Regions from separate parts of the Mus musculus genome. Here regions 2, 3, 4, 5, 6 and 7 are each linked to region 1. Evidence: chromatin contacts called from public HiChIP or PLAC-seq and promoter capture Hi-C data. All regions are on one chromosome and are shown on one strand. Each heading gives the region's core, a stretch centred on a gene start, on an enhancer-like site or on the middle of the called end of the contact. The rest is flanking DNA. Distances are from core to core; before and after follow the strand shown. Region 1 holds the start of Sox6 (SRY (sex determining region Y)-box 6). Region 2 holds the start of Calcb (calcitonin-related polypeptide, beta). Region 3 overlaps Insc (INSC spindle orientation adaptor protein). Region 4 holds the start of Insc (INSC spindle orientation adaptor protein). Region 5 holds the start of Pde3b (phosphodiesterase 3B, cGMP-inhibited). Region 6 overlaps Pde3b (phosphodiesterase 3B, cGMP-inhibited). Region 7 overlaps Insc (INSC spindle orientation adaptor protein).

Region 1 (2,700 bases), core at 118-2,617:
CTTTCCTGGCGTCACCTGAGCCTGCAGTCCCCCCAACCCCCCTCCCGTCCCCTGTGATCTGGCTGGTCCGGGCTTCTGCCCACTGTGCGGCCTGAGTACCCTGGGTCAGTGAGCAACTGGCAGGACAGAGGGTTTGATTGCTGTGGCAAACAGCAGGTTTGCAGATCTCTGTTCAGTGACACCCACGATTTATGAGTGGCTCCGGTATATACAACTCTTTGCTGCGCTGGAGTCCTCTAGGGTGCGCGCAGGCCGACCCTAGGGGTAGGGGTAGTTGTGGGCGGAGAAGAGAGACACGGACAGTGAAAGAATAAGCATGCGGCAGTCATACAGTCTTACCTCAGGGACGAAGGACACGGTTCCTAGAACTGCGATCTGCACGGCCAGTGTGCAGCCCAGCTGTTTCTCCCGTAGGCGCTTCCCGCCTAACACCGCCTTCTGACTAACTTGGATAGGGCTTGAGCTGCCCCCTCCTTTTTTCCTCCCCTTCTTTTCCTTTCCAGACATCGCTTTAACTCAACCCAAGGCATATCCAGAAGTCAGTTCCGTATAGAGCTTCCATTCAGTCGTGGGGGGGGAAATCCGGTATACAGTTTCTTGTAGGCAGATGGAAGAACTAGATGGTTACAGGACTTTGGAGGGGTGCGTAGGAATGGCACGGGGTGTTGGTGGCAGCGAAAGACAGTTTCTTTGGGGTCTTCGCACTGCCGCAGGTAAGGCTCTCAGATTACAGCTGCCCTCCTGTAGAGTCACAGTTGTGGGCTAGCGGAGGGCGCTCTGCTGTTGAGAGGGGAGTGGAGGAGGGTGGAGTGGGAGAAATGGGCTCTGGACAGACTCCACCAGCACGCATTGTCTTGGTTGGTGTCTGTGCCGGGCGCTCAGCTGATGTCTTTGGGAGCTTTTGAACAAGGTAGACCCTCTAATACCCTCCCCCACTCTCTAGACAGTGTTTCAAAAGATGCGAATAGCTCTAAAATAAGTTTAATTTTTTGTCTGACTTCCCGTTCAAGATGTAAAAAGGATCAAATAAATGAAACTTTATTTGACTGTGGAGTTTATCCAGAGACTCAGCGACATCTCTGGTCTTTGGCCTTATTCTAATTCTATGGTAGTAATTACCCTTCGTTTCTTTAAGTGCGATAGATTTATTGCCTTAGAGACTATGCACAGTTTGATTGAATTATTCATTTTTTTCTTTGGTGTAGACTGCATCTGGGGACTCTGATGTGACGTGTAGATTTTTTTTTTCAGGAACAAAGGGAATGTGGAAATGAAAGAGAGAGGGAGAGAGAGGCTGGCAGATGTAATGAGACGCGGTGAAGGTGTACGCAGACGGGCACTCCCACGCCTCCTCCCTTCGGCTCTCACTGCAGCCCTGGGTAACTCGCAGGCTAACACAAACAGCTTTTCTCCCGCAGCCTGCCCTCTGTCACTGTAAGTACATCACCCTTCTCTTATCAGCATGCAGATTCCAGCCACGCACTCCCTCGCCTTGGCTTTGCACCTTTGACAGCAAAAGCACATTGGGAAATTAACTTTCCTAAGCTAGGAAAGGCATGTCTAGAAAACTTACTTTTTATTTATCTTTATTGTTCTTTGAAAACAGAAGTTCATGCATTTTTACCACTTTTCCTACCTTTGTGACAGTGCTCTGTTGCTCTTGTCACCGTGGCTATGCTTTTTTCAACTGGATGACTCTCAGATTCAGATGAAATTTAATGTTATTCTCCATCCGTTTAAAGTACAGGCGCAGTGCCTTGTCCTTCTGCGAAATGCTATCTTAAAGGACGAAGAATATTATTCACAGTTTGCTTTTGTTGCTGAAACCCGAGTTCCAACCTCTTTGAGGCACTGCCTGTCCCAAGGGCACTGTTATTTGGGAGCTGATACTATCTGCTTCTCCCAAACTTAAACAAAAGTGCCGCGGGCTGCGAGAGCGCTTGGGTGTTTGTCATCCAGGGTTAAGGAGACCAATGGCGAAAACTTTTCTCCACGCTGTAATTAAAGTTTTTCAACTTCTTCCCTTTTGCCTTTTACACTCGTTCACATACTCTTCGTTTTGTTAAAAGTTCTCCTTGGTGTTTTGGAGTGAGTGACATATTTGTCCTGTTTACACAGTAGCCATGAAGCCCTTCCTGCGAGAAGTTGGCCACCTTAAGATGAAGTCATGTAGGTCTGAATGATCCGCCCGGTTAGTGTAAAAGAGCCTTTCAAAGGGAGAATTCGAGGTTTTAACGGCTGTTCTATTTTCTTTCTTTCTTTCTTTCTTTCTTTCTTTCTTTCTTTCTTTCTTTCTTTCTTTCTTCTCTCTCTCTCTCTCTCTCTCTCTCTCTCTCTCTCTCTCTTTGCGTGGGTGTTTTAAATATTAACTTCTGAAGCAGGATTAATTGCATTGCCCTTCCCAAGTTCAGGGGGAACCTCTCTCCAGGAACGCGCCTTGTCTCTGCCAGTTCGTGCCTCTTCTCTGGAGGTGCGAGGCCAAACTTAACAAAGCCGAGTTGCCTTTGGTTGGTCGAGGTGCAAAGGGACACAAACACAGCGGGCGCCCAGGCAGCAACCGCAGCAGGCAGGTAAGTCAGCCCCACCCGCTGGCCTCTTCTTCCCTTCTCAGTCCTGGCATTTCAAAGGCTGGGTTCAAGTCGAGCTGGCTCCAGACCCTAGAAGTGAGCTTGTGTGTTCCAGGATTGGGATGCGGTGTCG
Region 2 (2,700 bases), core at 153-2,652, 1.3 Mb after region 1:
CTGATTCCCTGCCTATCTCCTCCCCAAATAAGAAACCAAGCTTCCTAGCCCTTGCTTCTTCCCTAGGGGCGTAGCGGTCTGGTCATTAGGCCAGTTCCCACATGAGGGCGCTGAATTACCAATAACCAAGTAGGGCTACAGAGCCGCAGAGTTGACACACCCCAGGGGCAGCCGGAGGAGAGCCAGACTGCACTTCTGATTCAGGTTAATTTACCTGAAAGGGGCAGCCTGGAGGCTGCTGGCCAGGCACAGGACCCATATGCTGCTGAGAGCCAGAAAAGGAAAGAACTTCCAAAAGTCCATGATGTCTCTGTAAGAAGAGAAGAATGGTCCAATTGCTCAGGACTATAGACCCAGGTTCTATTTCTCCTACCACACTGCAGCTCTCAAAACGTGCAGTAGATGCAGTGTGGTGAGTGGCTTGATAGAGCAGAAACGAGTGGGGGAGAGTAGATGTGGTTTGCAGTTTCTGCTCGGTTTAAGAACAAGGAGGAGCTACCGGCACTCATTTGCCCCCAGCTTGCAGGAGAACACACGTGCCGCGCCCCTTTGGCTCTCATCTGTGAAGAAACCAAAAACCACCCAGAGATCCCTGCGCCTTGCTGTCCCGCTGCTAAGGATTTCTAACAGGTTGAAATTATTATAATCACCCTTTCTGAGAGGTTGCCCTGGGGAAGAAAGTTAACTTGGAACTAATCCCCCTCTCTCCATCTGCAGAGTTGGGAGATTTTTTTTTTTAAACTACCTCAGAACCGCAGATGAGGACTCCTCCTCCCCACAGCGAAGCGAGACCCACCTGCTTGCTGATAACCCCAGGAGGCTAAAGGCTGGAAACATCTGAGAGAAAAGATCAGTGCTCCCCAATCCCGAATCCAAGGAACTCTTTAACCTAAAACTGGTTAGGATGCGGCAAGACCACCTTCCCTCAAGGAGGGGGCACAGACGCGCCTAGATAGGGTCGCCCAGCTTCCAGTGCTGCTGAGTAGTCGTAGGGGTCCCACTTACTTTAGTTAAAAGAAAATGTCAAGACTGTACTTTCTGACAATGGCTGCAGGAAGGCGGAAATGTATGTGGAATGATAAGGAACCAGGACAGCAAAGGGATCCAAGTAGAGTGGGGTGTGGTGGCTTGCGCCTGTAATCCGCATCCTTAGGATGCTGAGAAAGGAGAACCTTAGCGTTTGAGACGAACCAACTTGAGCTATATAGTGGGTGCCAGGCCAACTTAGACTACAGTGTGAAATACTGCATTAAAAAGAGCAACCAAAAGGAAACAAACTAAAGGAGAGAGAGCTGTAGGCGTTGAGAAGTTAAGTTTCTCACCTGCTAGCCCGTGTTGGAACAGCGAGAGTGAAGTGTCCACTGCAGAAGAGCACACACACACGGCTGTAGGCGTCTTGTCCCCAGAGCCGTGGTCTCTTATTCTCGATCTTGAGGGTGTGGGGGGTCCGCAGTAGCTCTTCCACCAATCAGAGCTCTGACCGAGCTTCCATAACGTCATAGCTGGAGCTACTTACACTTCTGCAGGAGGGAGGCAGCAGTCCACTCCCTGTCTTTGAGGTCATTGCTGAGGAACCGGGTAGGAGTGGGAGTGGGGGTGGGGTAAGGATACAGAGAGGGTGAATTCGTCCAGAATGTGAGCAAACCTGAGTTTGACATCACGACCTCTTTAATACCTGAACTCCAGCCTACAACCTTTTGCTGCCCACTCCAATGGGGACCTGAACCTCGTAGCTGGACTCCCACGCAGGCTGAGTAGCACTCCCAGGTTCTAAAAGGACTTCAGTAGATACATCCACGATGATGACTGTCACAGGAAGAAGCGGGTCCTTGGATACATTAGGGTACTTCTGTCATACCTGTCCCAAATGGGCACTCTAGCAGTGCGTGCTTCCCATCACCTAATAAGGATAGAAACTAGAGAGTATTGTGGAGCAGCAGGCTAACAGACTGCACAGGGAACTGGGCTTTCTCCTCCTGTACCAGACCTTCCAAATCCTGCGCTATGGTTTTTACATCCCTCCCCCGCCCCCATTCAAATCCCCAGACCTCACACTGCTGTAGCAGTGTAGATTAAAGCACTTCCAAGCATCCCTGGCGGGTTTGCCTAGCAGGAGGCTGGCGCTCAGATGGCAGTTCCCTTCCCCTCCCCTGCATCTCCACCACCCCACTCTGCAGAGCTTGAGAGCTGAGCCAGGGTCCTGCACAGGCCACCTGAGCAACCCAGGGGTCAGCAGGGAACTTTCACACTCACTCAGCTGCTGGTTAAGCATCCATAGGTTCAGGCATCCGACAGCTGGCAGGTGACCTTTGGCATTAACACACCGTGTCACTGAGGAATACTCGGTTCACTTGCCTTCAGCAGAAGACTGTGTGCACGCACTAACCCAAATCAGTTGAGCTTTGGCCAAAAATAATCTCACATTTCTGCTTTCAGAATCAGGCATGAATTATGTGCACTGGGATAGGCACATCACCACTCTGGCCTAACCATGGGCATCACAAGTGCCCACCCAAGAAAAAGAACTGAGTATCTCCTGTTTTCCACGTCGCCCATTCTTCCAGGTGTGAGGAGAAGATACGCGGTGCTCAGCTACTAGAAAGTGAACTGACATCATTCCCAAGGCTTCAGGCTTTCCCTCTCCGCTGCTTGGTTGCAGCACAAGGACTCTCCAAGTGCCCAGCTTGCTGGGGGTTCCAG
Region 3 (2,700 bases), core at 118-2,617, 1.2 Mb after region 1:
CTCTACCCAGGAAGCATCCCCAGCCTTGACTGCTTGCTCTTTATCTCATCTGTCTCACACTGGCTATGCATCCTGGACCACCAGTTCCTCTGTCTGCTTGGAGATGCAATGATTCGAGTCTGAAGAGGGAGAGAGAAAGGAGAATCTGGCACAATGCATGAGGCCCTAGAGTGTAATGGGACTTAGCTCATATCCCACAGAAATATATTCAAATATGTTAGCCATTCTTTCCTTGCTGAAGGACCCGCCCCACTCCTCCATCTGCTGCCTTCACTTCACACAGGACCCTGAAACTGCTGGCAGAGGCTATACCTCACGTCAGCCCCATGGCTGGTGGTAGGAGTGTGTGTGTGTTTGTGTGTGTGTGTGTGTGTGTGTGTGTGTGTGTGTGTGTGTGTCTGAGTCTGTGTCTGTGTGTCTGTGTGTGTGTGTCTGTGTGTGTGTCTGTATGTGTGTCTGTGTCTGTGCAAAGAAATGCAAGCCATTTCCTTGGCAAGCCAAAGGGTGACAGCATCTCCAGCCCCCCACCCCCCACGCCAAAGGGTGATGAGTGGCAGGGAGCATGCTCAGTCATGACCTGGGAGACAGGAGTGTTCTGCCCAACAAACATTGCGCAGAGTCAGAGGCCAAGCCTGATGCCTGGGCTGAATCCCCTCTACCCACAGGATGGAAGGAAAGATGACTAGCTGTCCTTTGACCTCCACATGAGCACCGTGGCACGTGTGCATGGTCACTCTATAACACATGATTAATTAATTAACTGTAAAAGATACATAGCTGATCCTTTGGGGAAGCCTCAGGATTAGGGGCTAGGGGTACAGTAGATTGCAAGATCTGTCTGCATCTTTCACCTAGAGGATCATATTCCTGTAAGAAACGTTGGTTGTCTTGAATTTTAACCATTCCCCCTCCCTCCTTGTATGTCTCAGGATATATTTTCTGGTCCTAACTGCTGATGGTGGGGCCCGTAGCCCAGTAGCCACAGCACTTCCAGGAAAATGCTGCCTCGCGGCCTGGCAGGGCTGCCAGTAGAGCTCTTGTCCACCAGGGGCCGCTGTTGCACAGCACATGGTGTCCCACAGAGCCCCAGTGTGAATCACTTAGGTATCCAGACTGCCTTGCAGCTCCAAAGCTTCAAATTCAGGTTGGAACCGATTGGCAGGAAAGCTGCAGCTCCCAGCTGGCACTCTGGTCAGTACTGGCCCACCATGTCAGTGATATCCTAGTAAAAGCAGAGGGAAAGTACACGGGATGGGAATGGGGGTGGGGTGGGGGTTTGATTCCACCCTTTCAAGCCTTAATCCTCTCTGCTCCTACCCAGGAGACAGACTGAAGTTAGACTGTAAGGGAAAGGAATGAGTCACACTCTTCAGAGAAGACTGGGTCAAGGTTTTCCCCTTCTCTGCCATGCTCCAGTCAGAGCTGACTGTGGCTCTGAGACGCTGGGTTCAGTCCCAGCCTGTTCCCAGGGCAGCTGAATTCATTGTCAGTTACAGGGTGGAAGCAAGACTTGAGTCCCAGAGAGGAGAGGGCAGGATCTGGGGGGTCTGTTTTCAGAGTAGCCCGTCTCTTAATCAAGAGCTTCTCCTGAGAAAAGAAGGGTCTGTGGGTCAAATCATCCAGAGGCCCCTCTCCCCACACAGCCTCACGTAACTATCAGGACTGGATCTAGCAAAGTAAGTCGCTGGCTGCCTTGTGCTGGCTGCCTTGTGCTAGGGCCGCACACTGTGGCCACTACTGCTGCTTTTGAATCGTGGAGGGGAGAAGGGATCTAAGTGGACGAGAGAGGACAGAGAGGACAAGCACGGGGCTCCCACTTTGGCCCTGTGCTTCCTGTTGTCTACCTTTGTCAGTCTTACTTGAACTTTTGTAAATCGGAATGGAGGTAGCCACCACTCCCTGCCTCACTTGAATAACAACTGTGAGATTCAAAAGGGCAACAGGATGGGAGAAACTGCTTAATTTCTTTTAAATGTACTATTTCTGACTCATGACCACCGAGCAGAGCACAGTGGGGAGAGACTTCTAGTAAGCAGGCAATGGAGCCCTCCCCACCGCTACCACCACCGAGCCCACTTCCTCCTGCCCAGGGTCTTTGCCTAGACCTCCCTGTCTCTATTTTCCATGCACCCCAGAGCGTGAAAGGTGAGCTGGCGTGTGATGTAAGCCGCAGTTTCCCTTCCCACGTCCACCCACACCTCAGAGACTTTTTCCTTGGACTTGAAATTAAGCTCTTCTGCTCTCCCCTGATCATCCTTAATTTCTTTATCGATTTTCATTAAACTCTCCCTTTGGCTCCAGGACAAAGTAAACTAACTCCTTATTTCCCCACAAAAGGGGGGGGGGTGATTGGGTAGAAACAAAAGAATGTTCTTCGGGAAGTGAGACTTTCTCTTGTCTAAGGCTAAAGGGAAATTTCTAGAACTGTCTTGAGAGCTGGCTAAAGTTGGCTGAGCACTGGGCTTGGAAAGTTCCTAACCTCTTACAGTCGTAGACCTGTGCCTTTCTGTTCTGCAGGTACCCAGCTCCTCATCTGAACCATATGTTCAGTTAGCACTAGTCCTGATCCTTGGTCCCATTCTTTGAGCCAGCAGTACCTGGCCCTTACTTTAGTCACACCTGGAACTCTTCTGTGGCTGTTGCAAAATCCTTGGCCCCCAGTCTCTTTGGGGGACAATGCAGAGTCTCTCTTGACCACCA
Region 4 (2,700 bases), core at 81-2,580, 1.3 Mb after region 1:
CAGAAGAGATTTAGAAGTCATAATGAGATCATAACCGTAAAGGTGAGTACCAGCCCCTGGCATTTGGAGGCATTCAGTGTTCCATGCACTGTTATTAGTGTCCCAAGTGATCTCCACATAACTGATGAAGGTGAGGGAGGGGTGTTGAAAAGTCTGTCCCTCAGCAGTTAATTAGGGCGAGGTGACTGAAGCCCCGAAACAGTGGGTCCAGTCCCACTCAGTATACCACCTCCAGCCGTTGCCCTCCCCCCAACCCTCAATTGGAAAGTATTCCCCTTCTGAGACCAGGTTTCTGAAACCATTTTTCAGAGATGACCAATGAAGGGTACAAGAAGCAAAAGGGGGTGGGGTTAGAGGTGATGCCAGGGTCAATTCCAGGCTGTGTGGGTTTGCATATGCATTTACCACATGAGTGCATATTTCATACATGCCATTTGTCATGGGTGTACAATCTGTGTGGAGTGTGGCTGCACTGTGTGTGTGTGTATATGAACAAGTGTCCCCTGTCCCCATGCCTCTCTGGTTATGAAAGTGGAGTTCTACCCCTGGACCTGTGAAGTAGTATCAGTCAAAATCCCATTCACTCTGATATTGGACTAGAGCTTTGAGCTCCAGTGTGGCCCAAAGCCCTGAGAAACCAAAGCTTCGTGACCTACAAGCAAGACACCCCAGGTGAGGACAACAGCTGGGGACAAGTCAGGTCACCCCAGAAAGTGGAAGTTCAGATATCTATTGCTCTCTATCACTACCGTCTACCTGTTACCTGTCTCTCCGTTTCAACCTTCATCCTGCAGGGTTCTGGCAGGTTCTATCCCTGGAGGCCCCTTCATTTCCACTGTCATAACTAGACCCACCTGTGTGCCACACCTGTGGGCATGCTTCAGGGGACACACACACACGTGTGCACATGGTAGAAAACTCCACACGATGACATCCCATACTCCCTCCCACTGACACTCACTCCTACTCACAAACTCTTACACTGACACAATCACACCTGCTATCCTAGAAGTCACAACCATGCTTGCAGCTCCAGCCCCAGCCCCTGGATCCAGCCAAAGGAGCTAGCCATCCCCTCTGCTTACTTACTCTGATTTTACAAGACAAAAAGCAGTGTGTGCAGAGTCCAGCGATGGGTGGCAGCTCACAGCAGCTGGAACTCCAGAAGCTAGGAGCAAAGTGGCCGCGGGGGCGCTGGGGACTGCACTGCCGTCGGCCCCCCCGCTGCTTCCCCCACCCCCAAACCCAGGCTCTTCCCTGGCGGCGGCGCGCACCGAGCCAAACGCCTGTCCCGCGCCAGGCACAGTGGCCTGCAAGGCTCCGCCGGGACGCGAGGGCTATTTCGGAGCCCCTGGCCACGGTGGAGACCGCGCGCTGTCATCTGTGGGAGCTCTGGAATGAGAACGTGGTCGGGTCTAATTAGAGACCCAGCTCACCCCTGGGCTGGGCCATCACCCGGAGGCTCCAGAGCCGGCCAGGCGAGGGCGCCCACATGTGTCCTACATGCCAACATCTGGAGTGGGAAAGGGACTATGCTGCCACGATAGGTTTTCTGGAGCTGAAAGAAAACAAGGAGAGATTTGGGCCCAATTTATATCCCTGAGGAGGGGACGGCCTCGCTGAACAGCCCCAGGAATGAGACTGGGTTTGTCCGCTGCAGGTGCTTCCCTTTGGAAACTCAGTTACCCACTTAAGTCACCCTCCAAATCACAGACTTGCCAAAAATGACAGGGGGTGTTGATGAGAAACCCCGCCACCTCAACCTCACCCCTGGGCTCTGTGTCAGATGGCTAAGTCCACAGAAGTCTGGTCCAGGCCCCAAAGCTCTGGAATGCTACATTTTTAGACCAAAAGGAAGCTACTGGCTCATTCCATTCGATGCCTTCCACTCTGCCATGAATCCCCAGGGTCTGAAAAGTCTCTACCTTGGTAGATTGCCAAGAAAAGACAGTTCACCACCACCCGGGGCCCTGGCAGGAGCTTTGCTTACATTACATGTGCAGGGAGAGGAGGCTCAGTACCACCTCTGTGGTACAATGTCCTGAGCTCTTGATGCTAAACCTCCCTATTCCTTGCTCCAGGCTCTGGCTGGCACTGCTACTGCCTGGCCTTGGGCATACCACAGCTTTGACAGCAAATCATTCACTGTGGCTCTCTGGGAGCTTGTGGCTGCAGGTGGCCCAGTCATTCCCAGGAAAAGCCAAGTTTCACTTTCAGCCTGCTTCCATACAGATGTCATGGCTTTTGTTGTGCAAAAGGACTTCAGTCCACTATCTGTGGGTCTGTCTCTCTCCCTGGAACAGGGCTGGGCCTCTAGGCAACACTGACTGGGTGCTGACATTACTTCACACCTTCCTCAAGTCGGCAGGTTGCTGAATCATCTCTCCATGTGCTGCTGGTAGGTGAAGGGATACACAAATAACCTGTCCTCTGTCCTTCCTCCACTACCTACTTTCCAGCTGTATCTAAATCAAGTCACCCAACTACTCTGAGCTTTACTTTTTCCATACATATAATGGGATCATAACCATGTCTGCCTGCTCAAAAGGCGTGTGAAAGCTCGGTAAATGACCAGGAAGGTTAATAAGGTTTGTAGCATGTTAGAAGTGAGGCTTGAATCTTAAACAGCATCCCTGTTAGCAAGAGGCCTCAAAGGTCTTTTATTTCTGAAATTGGGTCTAATCTTGTACTTATATTTGA
Region 5 (2,700 bases), core at 9-2,508, 1.6 Mb after region 1:
CTCCACCCCGCGCTCCTCTTCCCAGACCATGCCCGCCCAAGAACCCTACCTGTTCTCGGGAAATACAAGGCAACGACGGTCTCCTGAACATCTTGCCACTGCCATAGTAACCGGCTGCGCTTTCTCCCAGCGACACGCAGCTGGACCTCCTCCGGGGTCTGATCACAGGCACTTTTTCCTCCGCGGTACTCGCCGAGCGCGGCGGAGGGGAGGCTCCCCGGACGTGAAAGAAGTGGTCCAAGCCCAGGGCTAGCAGGCATCCCGCGCCCCCGACCAGGCACGACAGCAGAGGCCTGAGCGCGGGCGGCAGAGCCCCGAGGCCGGAGAAGGACACCCACCACACCAGGCCGGCGAAGAGCAGCACCAGGACGCCGTGCCGCAGCCTCACGCGGGGCGCGAGCGTCAGCAGCCCCACGCAGCTCAGCACCAGGCAGAGCCGGCCCGCCGCCGCCGGCTCCCCACGCAGCCACGACCACCACTGCCACGCCGCGAAGTCGCCCAGGTAGCAGCAGGCGGGCAGCGCCAGCAGCCACCAGGAGCCGGCGCCGCGGCCCGGGCCGCGCTGCGCGCGCGTCAGGAAACAGGTGAGGAAGAAGAAGGCACAGGCGATGCTGAAGAGCGGGCTGAGGCTGAGCGAGCAGGCGCTCAGCAGCGTCCGGAGCCCGGCTGCCGCGGCCGCCCAGCGCTCGGGCCTCGCGCCCAGCAGCGCGGCCAGGACAAAGGCGGCCAGGACGCCGAGCGAGAGGCGTGCCCCGGCGCGGAGCGAGGCCGCCGGCGGCTCCACGTTGCAGAAGCGGCAGAGGTGGAAGAAGAAGCTGCGCGGAGGGTCCTGCCGCAGCGGGCTCACGCAGCTCTTCACGTAGCCGTTGCGCAGGCTCTCGGGGGGCGAGGCGGCCGAGGCTGGCGGCGGCGGCGGGGACCTCATGGCTGGCGCGTCCCGCTCGCGCTCGTCTTTCCTCATGGCCCCGGGCCGCCGGGGGGCCGCTGGCGCTTGCCGACCCCGCGCCGCCCTCCGCGTTCTGGGCGCCCCGAGCTTCGCAGAGCGGTCACGGCTGCGCCCGCCGCCGCCACCGGCCGGGATCCCCGGCGCGCGGGCTGAGGGGCGGCGGCGTCCGCCTCATGCCGGCCACTGAGAGCGGCGAGAAGGGCTTCTTGGTGTCCCGGGACCGCCGCGGACGCCTCTTCCCTTTTCCCTCAAGCGCGGCTCGGGACGGGAGACGGCGGCGTCGCCTCCCAGCTCCCGCGCGCTGCAACAGTTACCTCACGGCCGCAGCCTGGTCCGTTGGGCGCGCGATCGGGCGCTCCTCCCCCGCGGCTGCCCCTGCCGGGCGCGCGCCCCGCCGGCGGCCCCGCGCGCTCCCGTAGCTCGGCCGGTCGCCACTGGGGCGGCCGCGGCCCGCGTCAGGATGCGCATCCGGGACCCCGCGGGGGAGCGCGCGCCCACGGCCCGGCTGGTCGCTCCAGTGAGACAGCCGTCGCGTCAGGCTGCCAGACTTGGACCCCTCGGGGAGCGCGCGCGGGCCACCGAGAGCTCCACTGCTGAAGTCGGAACCCCTACCCCCCGGACTGCCACAGAGCGGCGAGCTCTTTGGCAGATGGGAGGGACTGATCACAGTCCTGAGACGCCCCGAAGCACAGTCCCCTTTGAGGTAAGTCACATACAAGACCCACTCAGGTCACTGCGAGGTCTTGGGGAGACATGGACCCCAAGGGCAGTGCCTAGTGAGGTGAGAGCTCATGGTGTGCCCTCAGACTGTGAATGGAGACATGAAGCTGGAGGCTCAGCCAACACTGAGGCCAGACCAGAATGAAGAAACTCAACACTGTCAGTCACATCTGGCTTCCAGGGCAAGGGAGATTTGGGGCCCAGCAGCAGGCCTTGAATCCCTTCAGGGGCTCAAGGGAGGAGGACCCCTGGAGAGTGCACTCTGATAGCGAGCACGTCTTGCTGAAGAACCCTTTTCAGTGAGGCTAAGAACTAATATCCAGTCCTGTGATTAGCATCCTTGCCAGACATGCACTGTTTCACATAGACCTGCTGTCCCAAAGGTTCTTTCCAAGTGAGAGACTTGTTCTGTGCAACGGTGTGTTTTGTGGGGTGTGTTCTTTGGGGAAAGGAGGGAAGGGAGTCCCACAGTCCTAATACCACTATCAACTTGAATGGGGTTGGCCTTGAAAGAAGCCAATTATGTTTTCTGTGAAAGACCTGTGAAACTGGTACACTAGGAAAGACAAAAGTAGAAGTGATATTAGCAAAGACAGACGTAAAGGTTGGAGAAAAGAACTTTGCTGAATGAAAGGGATTGCCCTGGAATCCAACCAGTCATAACTGCCTTAGAAAGTGTAAACTGTTTCCCTCCACTGAAACTCCCTTCAACCTCATGACAGGCCTGCTTTTCTTAAAAAGCTAATTCCACATTTTTCCAGGGAGATGAGAAACCTTACTGTGTGGTAAATCCCACAAACAGACCTATTTTTCACCAATTAATCTAAGCCCATAGCCATGACCTAAAGCAGACCATTTTCATATATAGTCATAATTCACACACATAATAGAAATCACTGAAGAATTAACACAAGAATTTGACAAATGTGGGAAAAGACCAGAATTTCCTTGGCTTTTTTATGTGTTAGATAAAGAAAAAATATTTAATGGAGTGTTCAAATGGTTACCCAAATGTCCTAAATGATAAAAATTCA
Region 6 (2,700 bases), core at 53-2,552, 1.6 Mb after region 1:
TTTATTCTGAATTTAAAAAAAAAAAAAACCTATCACGGCACCACTCAGATTGTGAAATCCTCTCTGCGAAAGCATGAAAAAGACAAACCATTGCTGACAGATTTAAAACACTAGACACAAGGAGCAGCAACATTATGCTGAAAGAAAGAGAAAAAAATGAATGGATCATGTGACAGCTCAAGACACCACAAAATAGAAAAAGTGCACAAGCAAAGGAGTAATTGTGCAGAAATGTTACTTCTCTGGTGATTCTAAGAAGAAGCCATCCCTTGGAAAAGTATAATCCACACACAGAAGATCAGCAGCTAACTTTCTATATGTTCATCACAAAATATCCATGTTGTAAAAGCTGGCTTGTTCCTCTTTAGTCATTGTTTTGTAAACTTTAGCATCGACTTGAAAATGTGTGTTAGAATCAGGAATGTTCCTAGACAGTATCAGTTATCTGAAAAGCAAACATCTTCAATAAGAAATAAATGTGGCACACTGACCTGCATGCTGCTTTTCATTAGGTGAGTGTGAGATATGGCCATGCAGAGCAGACCAAGTTGGCCTCAAATTCTTGAATTTCTGATCTTCCTCACTCCACCTCTCAAGAGCTAGGATTATTACAGGTTGTGTCATCATGCCCAGCTACCCAAAGCTTTTACTTGCAGAAAACAACTGGCATTTCAAACATGATGAGCAAGATTCAATATAAACAGCACAAATGTAAACACAATTTTGGCTATAGATTATCTTTTTATTATGCTTTAGAAAATGGAGCAAACTACTAAAATAATTTAAACAAAATATGAAATAATTCTATTTCTCAAAAGTTAAATATGATATGTCTCATGAAATTAATAACTAGCACAAGCAGAAAGTAGACATTAGTGAAAATGTTTATAATTTCAATGTCCATGAATGTATAGAACCAACAGTAATGAGCAATGCCTGCCTCCCCTGTCTAACTGTGGTTTTATGGTCTCATTTAAACGAAGCAGAAAGGGATTAAATATAAATGAACCCAAAACATGTAACTTATTTACTTCTTATAACGAAATACCTTTGTTACTACAAAAAGAGGTTGTTGAAACAAAAACACAAAAAGAGGTTGTTTATAATTTATTAAAGTAGTAAAAATTTATTTTTAAAAATTTACCTAAAAGTGGTGGGAGGCTATCAGACATACAGAGTGCACAATGCATGGCAAGTATAATTTAATGTTTTCAAGTATTTGGTCTAAGTATTTACTTCTCCTATATAGTATGCAGGTCTACTGAAATCTTGCTTCCAGGTAGACAGTCACTACTCTGCATGAATACTTTTCATGTTAGCAAGGCTGAGACAACTAAACTTCAACTCCCATACCACTAGACCAACATTAAGAGAAGAGTAAAGCTGAACTGTGAATCACAATAAAAGCATCCCAGTGACTATAGAGAATGTGCTTACATATTTATGACTATGTCCCTCAAAACGACAGTACTCTGAACGACTGCATTATCTGAAATGACCGAGTCTTTTCACAAACTATGGCTTACACACTGACGCTAATTTTAAAACACTACTGCTTTTTCTAGGTTACATATGAAATGTATATTCTTTTAAAAATTTTTAGTTGGTTTGATAAAGTTGTACCCAAGGCTGCTTTTATTTAAATTCATCTTTTCTTTGTGGCTAAAAGTTGAATCCTGATAAAAGTTTCTGTTTGAATATGTTTATAAGTCTAACATGCTTTACAGAGTTCTACAAAACCACCAAAACCACAGTGAATCATCAGCAGCACAACCAGGAGATGTTATCAAGTTCAATTACGTCAATGAGGTTTTACTTCATTTTTCTCTATGCGGCCCAAAAGAAAAACATATATGCATCCTCAAAAACAGAACTGCAACACTCATGTCAAAGTTAAAAGACTGTGTGCTGTGGTGCATTCCCGTGTGAACTGTGAAACGTGCTGTGTTCTTAGTTCTTGAGCTTCTTCACATCTGTGCTACTGAAACTGAACAAATTTCAGTACTTCCAATTTTTCTAATTCTGTGTCCAGTGGAGACCATCATTTAACTTGGTGTTTACTGAACATAAAAACATAAAAGGGTAGATAAAAATGTTAAACTACAGTTGTAGTTTATAATAGACTCTAATACATGAACAAAATTTGAAAGAAAAAAAGAACCCCGTTCAGGAAATCTAAAACAGGAGGAGAAGGGGTCTGTGAGGGACAGAGACAGGGAAGAGCCTACTATTACACTATTGTTTTTCTATTATTCCTACTAATCAACTACTAGGATGATGTTTATGGTGACTCTGACTACATACAATATTAATTTACTATAATTACCCATATTCCTGTAATTCTGGGCCTTCTCCATTTCACATATGAAGAAGTACACATCACAAAATCATATGACTAGCCATACTTTAGATTTAATTCTAGTGCTTTAGGAATTGTTAGCCATTAGGAAATACCATCTTATACTTAACAGTTTACTGCTGTGTGCTAACAACGTGCCCACTGCTTAGCAAAGCATGTAAAAAGCACAGCAACTTGACATACGAGCCTGGCTTCGTGTATGAGAAGAGGAGGCATGCAGTGGTATAGAGGACATCTCTGCTTTAGCCTCCTAGGCCCATTTTTTGTTCTCCTTTGAAACATAAGGGAGTTAAGCCCTATACTCTGTGTCAGCTAAACTGTGTGCAGCTGGTTTCTGCTTA
Region 7 (2,700 bases), core at 38-2,537, 1.2 Mb after region 1:
AAACTATATACACTCACCATCAAAATAGAAAAAATAGATTCGGAAAGTTGTGTGTGTGTGTGTGTGTGTGTGTGTGTGTGTGTGTGTATCATATGTATACATATATACACAGCTATGTATGTATATAATAATAAAATGATCAAAAGAAAAAGAACTACTAGTTGACACTGGGGGCATGAGAGGGCATTGAGGGAGAAAAGTAATATGGTTCTATTTCAGTTTAAAGCTTATTTTTAACAAGAAAAACAAAGAATTGCTGCCACAATATGAAAAAAATAAAGCTGCTTCCAAAGTTTTTCTTCACAGACAAGAAAAGCAGAGAGGATTAGCTGAAGTCCATCCCATGATCCGAGAATACTCTACCCAGAAAGGAAAAAGACTCTCTGGCTTCCCACAGATAACAGATTCCAGGTTTGAGGCATGAAGGGTGAAGGAACACGTCAGCTCACACTCAGGATATATGTCAATATGAGACTGGGTGTGTATGTGTGCATCTGAGTGTGAGCTCATGGATGTTTATGCTGTGAGAAAGTGGGGAGGGGCTGTGGGTGGATTTTTGTGGTGATATGAGTGTGTGTTTATGTGGCTGTGTGAGAGAGAGAGGGTGTCTATGAAGAGCTCTGTCTCTGTGCATGTGTGGATGTGTGAGTTCAGCTTTCACCTTACCTGGCTCTTGCCTTCAGATTGTAGTCCAAACCTGAAGGAAACCTTTCCCCATTATTGGCTTACCTCAAACAACTTTCCTCAAACACCTAAGGCTCTCTTGTACCTTTCCCTAGCCTCTGATCATGTGACAAAAACCTCGTGGGTATCTTTCATTATTTCATTTTACTTTTTGGTTTTATTAGACAGTCCTTGCTGGCCTGGAACTCTTTATTCAAACTATGCTGGACTTGTAACGATCCTCCTGCCTCTGCCTTCTAAGTGCTGCAATTACAGACATGCATCACTAATACTGACTTCAAGATAAACTTTTGAGGTTCCTGAGAATGCCCGGATAAAGAAACTCCAGCCTATCACCACCTAGTGCAACCACTGACACCTAGAGAAGAGACTAGTCCATTCCAGAGCCAGAAGGTTGGCTGGCCAAGCAGAGAGCACAGGGTGCACTTACCTCTCCGTGACCGCAGAGAGCTCAGAGCATTTCTCCATGAGCAGCTTCTCCGCCTGTAGTAAAAAATGATCAGCGTGATTCCACTGAGGACCGGCTGCTGCACACCTGGGCACTCTGGGGCATGAAGGTGGAGGGGAAGACAGCCACAAAAATGAGAGCACATGGGTAGGTAGCCAAGGAGGTCAAGGTCAACTGCTTTGAGAGACTGAGAAAAGCTGGCATGCAATTAGTTATACTGAGGGATCTGGGAAGCCTCAGGAAGAAGAGCTATTTAAGCTGTGTTTAATGATTAGACACTCACTGCCTGCACAACAAAGGAAGGAAAAGTTTAAGGTGAGAGATGAGAAGAAGAAAGAGAGAAAAATCACGATGAGGAGGGCAGATGTTCAGTGGTTCACTTTTGAGCTGGGAAGATTCTAATGCACTCTGGAATCAGGAAAGCTGGATCCGAACCTTCCTTTCATCAGCCTCTGCTTAGCTTGGGGCAAACGGCTCAGCCTCAAGGGTCTATCTCCTCAGCCATGATACTGTAATACTAATCTGTTCAGCCAGCTGCTTGGCATGTTTTACATGTTATTTATTTTGCAGTCATCATCCCTGAATAAATGCTGCTACACTTACCCATAAGCACTAAGACATAGAGGAGTCAAGTAACTTGCCAAAGTGTCACAGTGTAGATGGACAATTGAAGCCAGGCTGTCTGTACTCTGTTTTATACACACACACACACACACACACACACACACACACACACACACTTACCCACTACACTATCAGGCTGCTTACAGTGGGTGTACAGGTTAAATGAGATATTTATTTAAAAAAAGGAAATGCCCACTACAATGCCTTGCACATGTATATATTCATTAAATGTCCTCCCCAGCCTTCTCTACTTTGTTATAAGACAAGGGAGGCTACTGGCCAGGAAAGGTTCAGAGTCCAGAATTCAGGAAGGCATTCCCACACCCAGCACCTACTAGCACTATCCCAGCATGGCTGACCTGGCCCATTTCCTGTGAGGCTGTCCTGCTGATGGTGCTGTACTCGCTGACCATGGAGCGTGCATGGCACGTCAGACGCACACTCATGCTGTGCACACGGGCCCAGCGGTCCTGGGCCAGCTTCTGCCCGATCCTTCGAAGCTCGGTGCTGATGACCCAGCCCCGTTTCAAGAGCAGCTGTAGAGGATCTCCTGGACCAGGACCACCTGCTAGGATAAGGTCACCTTGCGTGTCTTCCTCCAGGCTGATGGGCTTTGCCTGCAAGACGCACATGCACTCACACTCGGTCATGAGCTTCAGATCCTCCATCCAGCGCTGAACCGAGTCTACCTGCATGAAGTGTAGCCTGCAACCAGGGAACAGTGGCAGAGTGATTGCCGGCACCCCACCTTTTCCAGACAGTTCCCACCCCAGGCCACCAATGTTCACAGAGCATCTAGTTTAAACTCAGCATTATCTTTCCAATCCTCTCCATTATTTCTCATGATCACCATCGAACAACTAATAAGATGGAGGCACAATGCTTTGAGGGCAGGTGACCAGACCGATGAATGGCATGACTCCTGACAGAAGGTATCAAATAAA

The links. Promoter capture Hi-C pulls out the DNA fragments that hold promoters and counts their contacts. HiChIP or PLAC-seq counts read pairs in DNA pulled down with a chosen protein or histone mark.
Region 2: a contact with region 1 is called in an H3K4me3 HiChIP or PLAC-seq map of embryonic forebrain, with 7 times the contacts expected there. The contact joins the promoter of Calcb here to the promoter of Sox6 in region 1. A contact is called at or near these places in 10 of 39 promoter capture datasets (the 3T3-L1 cell line, the C10 cell line, embryonic stem cells and 5 more), 2 of 484 Hi-C or Micro-C datasets (Th1 cells and embryonic fibroblasts), 4 of 115 datasets of contacts at active chromatin or transcription factors (astrocytes, embryonic forebrain, embryonic limb bud and 1 more) and 3 of 9 other capture datasets (adipose tissue, embryonic stem cells and liver).
Region 3: a promoter capture Hi-C map of embryonic stem cells shows a contact between it and region 1, with 5 times the contacts expected there. The contact joins the enhancer-like site here to the promoter of Sox6 in region 1. A contact is called at or near these places in 8 of 39 promoter capture datasets (cranial neural crest, embryonic stem cells, hippocampal neurons and 3 more), 3 of 484 Hi-C or Micro-C datasets (embryonic stem cells and myocytes), 3 of 115 datasets of contacts at active chromatin or transcription factors (astrocytes, embryonic hindbrain and embryonic stem cells) and 2 of 9 other capture datasets (embryonic stem cells and liver).
Region 4: a contact with region 1 is called in a promoter capture Hi-C map of embryonic stem cells, with 4 times the contacts expected there. The contact joins the promoter of Insc here to the promoter of Sox6 in region 1. A contact is called at or near these places in 17 of 39 promoter capture datasets (the 3T3-L1 cell line, 3T3-L1-derived adipocytes, the C10 cell line and 8 more), 2 of 15 datasets of contacts at CTCF or cohesin (large pre-B cells and pro-B cells), 4 of 484 Hi-C or Micro-C datasets (the C2C12 cell line and embryonic stem cells), 8 of 115 datasets of contacts at active chromatin or transcription factors (SST interneurons, embryonic forebrain, embryonic stem cells and 4 more) and 1 of 9 other capture datasets (adipose tissue).
Region 5: a promoter capture Hi-C map of embryonic stem cells shows a contact between it and region 1, with 5 times the contacts expected there. The contact joins the promoter of Pde3b here to the promoter of Sox6 in region 1. A contact is called at or near these places in 6 of 39 promoter capture datasets (embryonic stem cells, hippocampal neurons and liver), 2 of 484 Hi-C or Micro-C datasets (both in embryonic stem cells), 3 of 115 datasets of contacts at active chromatin or transcription factors (astrocytes, embryonic forebrain and embryonic stem cells) and 1 of 9 other capture datasets (embryonic stem cells).
Region 6: a promoter capture Hi-C map of liver shows a contact between it and region 1, with 2.2 times the contacts expected there. The contact joins the enhancer-like site here to the promoter of Sox6 in region 1. A contact is called at or near these places in 4 of 39 promoter capture datasets (the 3T3-L1 cell line, liver and second pharyngeal arch cranial neural crest), 1 of 484 Hi-C or Micro-C datasets (cortical neurons), 1 of 115 datasets of contacts at active chromatin or transcription factors (astrocytes) and 1 of 9 other capture datasets (adipose tissue).
Region 7: a promoter capture Hi-C map of liver shows a contact between it and region 1, with 3 times the contacts expected there. The contact joins the enhancer-like site here to the promoter of Sox6 in region 1. A contact is called at or near these places in 10 of 39 promoter capture datasets (the 3T3-L1 cell line, 3T3-L1-derived adipocytes, embryonic stem cells and 4 more), 2 of 115 datasets of contacts at active chromatin or transcription factors (neural tube and stem cell-derived neural progenitor cells) and 1 of 9 other capture datasets (pancreatic islet).

Annotation. Positions count from the first base shown.
Region 1 is chr7:116,037,411-116,040,110 of GRCm38.p6, reverse strand. It overlaps Sox6 (SRY (sex determining region Y)-box 6), which reads left to right and starts at 1,367. Exons shown (of 16, transcript NM_001025559.3): 1 at 1,367-1,434.
Region 2 is chr7:114,717,345-114,720,044 of GRCm38.p6, reverse strand. It overlaps Calcb (calcitonin-related polypeptide, beta), which reads right to left and starts at 1,402. Exons shown (of 5, transcript NM_054084.2): 1 at 1,323-1,402; 2 at 215-310. The coding sequence starts at 303.
Region 3 is chr7:114,816,083-114,818,782 of GRCm38.p6, reverse strand. The region is part of intron 7 of Insc (INSC spindle orientation adaptor protein); the gene reads right to left. Among named protein-coding and RNA genes, the nearest start is that of Gm24982, 15 kb to the left of the region's middle. Within about 2 kb of position 1,367, at least 46 of the 459 cell types and tissues checked have an H3K27ac peak or open chromatin away from gene starts, as enhancers often do. A contact at or near this core is called in embryonic stem cells, where this site is marked.
Region 4 is chr7:114,744,396-114,747,095 of GRCm38.p6, reverse strand. Insc (INSC spindle orientation adaptor protein) reads right to left here and starts at 1,330. Exons shown (of 13, transcript NM_173767.4): 1 at 1,090-1,330.
Region 5 is chr7:114,413,812-114,416,511 of GRCm38.p6, reverse strand. It overlaps Pde3b (phosphodiesterase 3B, cGMP-inhibited), which reads right to left and starts at 1,258. Exons shown (of 16, transcript NM_011055.2): 1 at 50-1,258. The coding sequence starts at 961. It overlaps 4933406I18Rik (RIKEN cDNA 4933406I18 gene), which reads left to right and starts at 1,351. Exons shown (of 4, transcript NR_029437.1): 1 at 1,351-1,649.
Region 6 is chr7:114,479,098-114,481,797 of GRCm38.p6, reverse strand. The region is part of intron 1 of Pde3b (phosphodiesterase 3B, cGMP-inhibited); the gene reads right to left. Among named protein-coding and RNA genes, the nearest start is that of Pde3b, 65 kb to the right of the region's middle. Within about 2 kb of position 1,302, at least 128 of the 459 cell types and tissues checked have an H3K27ac peak or open chromatin away from gene starts, as enhancers often do. A contact at or near this core is called in adipose tissue, where this site is marked.
Region 7 is chr7:114,790,713-114,793,412 of GRCm38.p6, reverse strand. It overlaps Insc (INSC spindle orientation adaptor protein), which reads right to left. Exons shown (of 13, transcript NM_173767.4): 3 at 2,116-2,461; 4 at 1,115-1,167. Among named protein-coding and RNA genes, the nearest start is that of Gm24982, 40 kb to the left of the region's middle. Within about 2 kb of position 1,287, at least 3 of the 459 cell types and tissues checked have an H3K27ac peak or open chromatin away from gene starts, as enhancers often do. A contact at or near this core is called in liver, where this site is marked.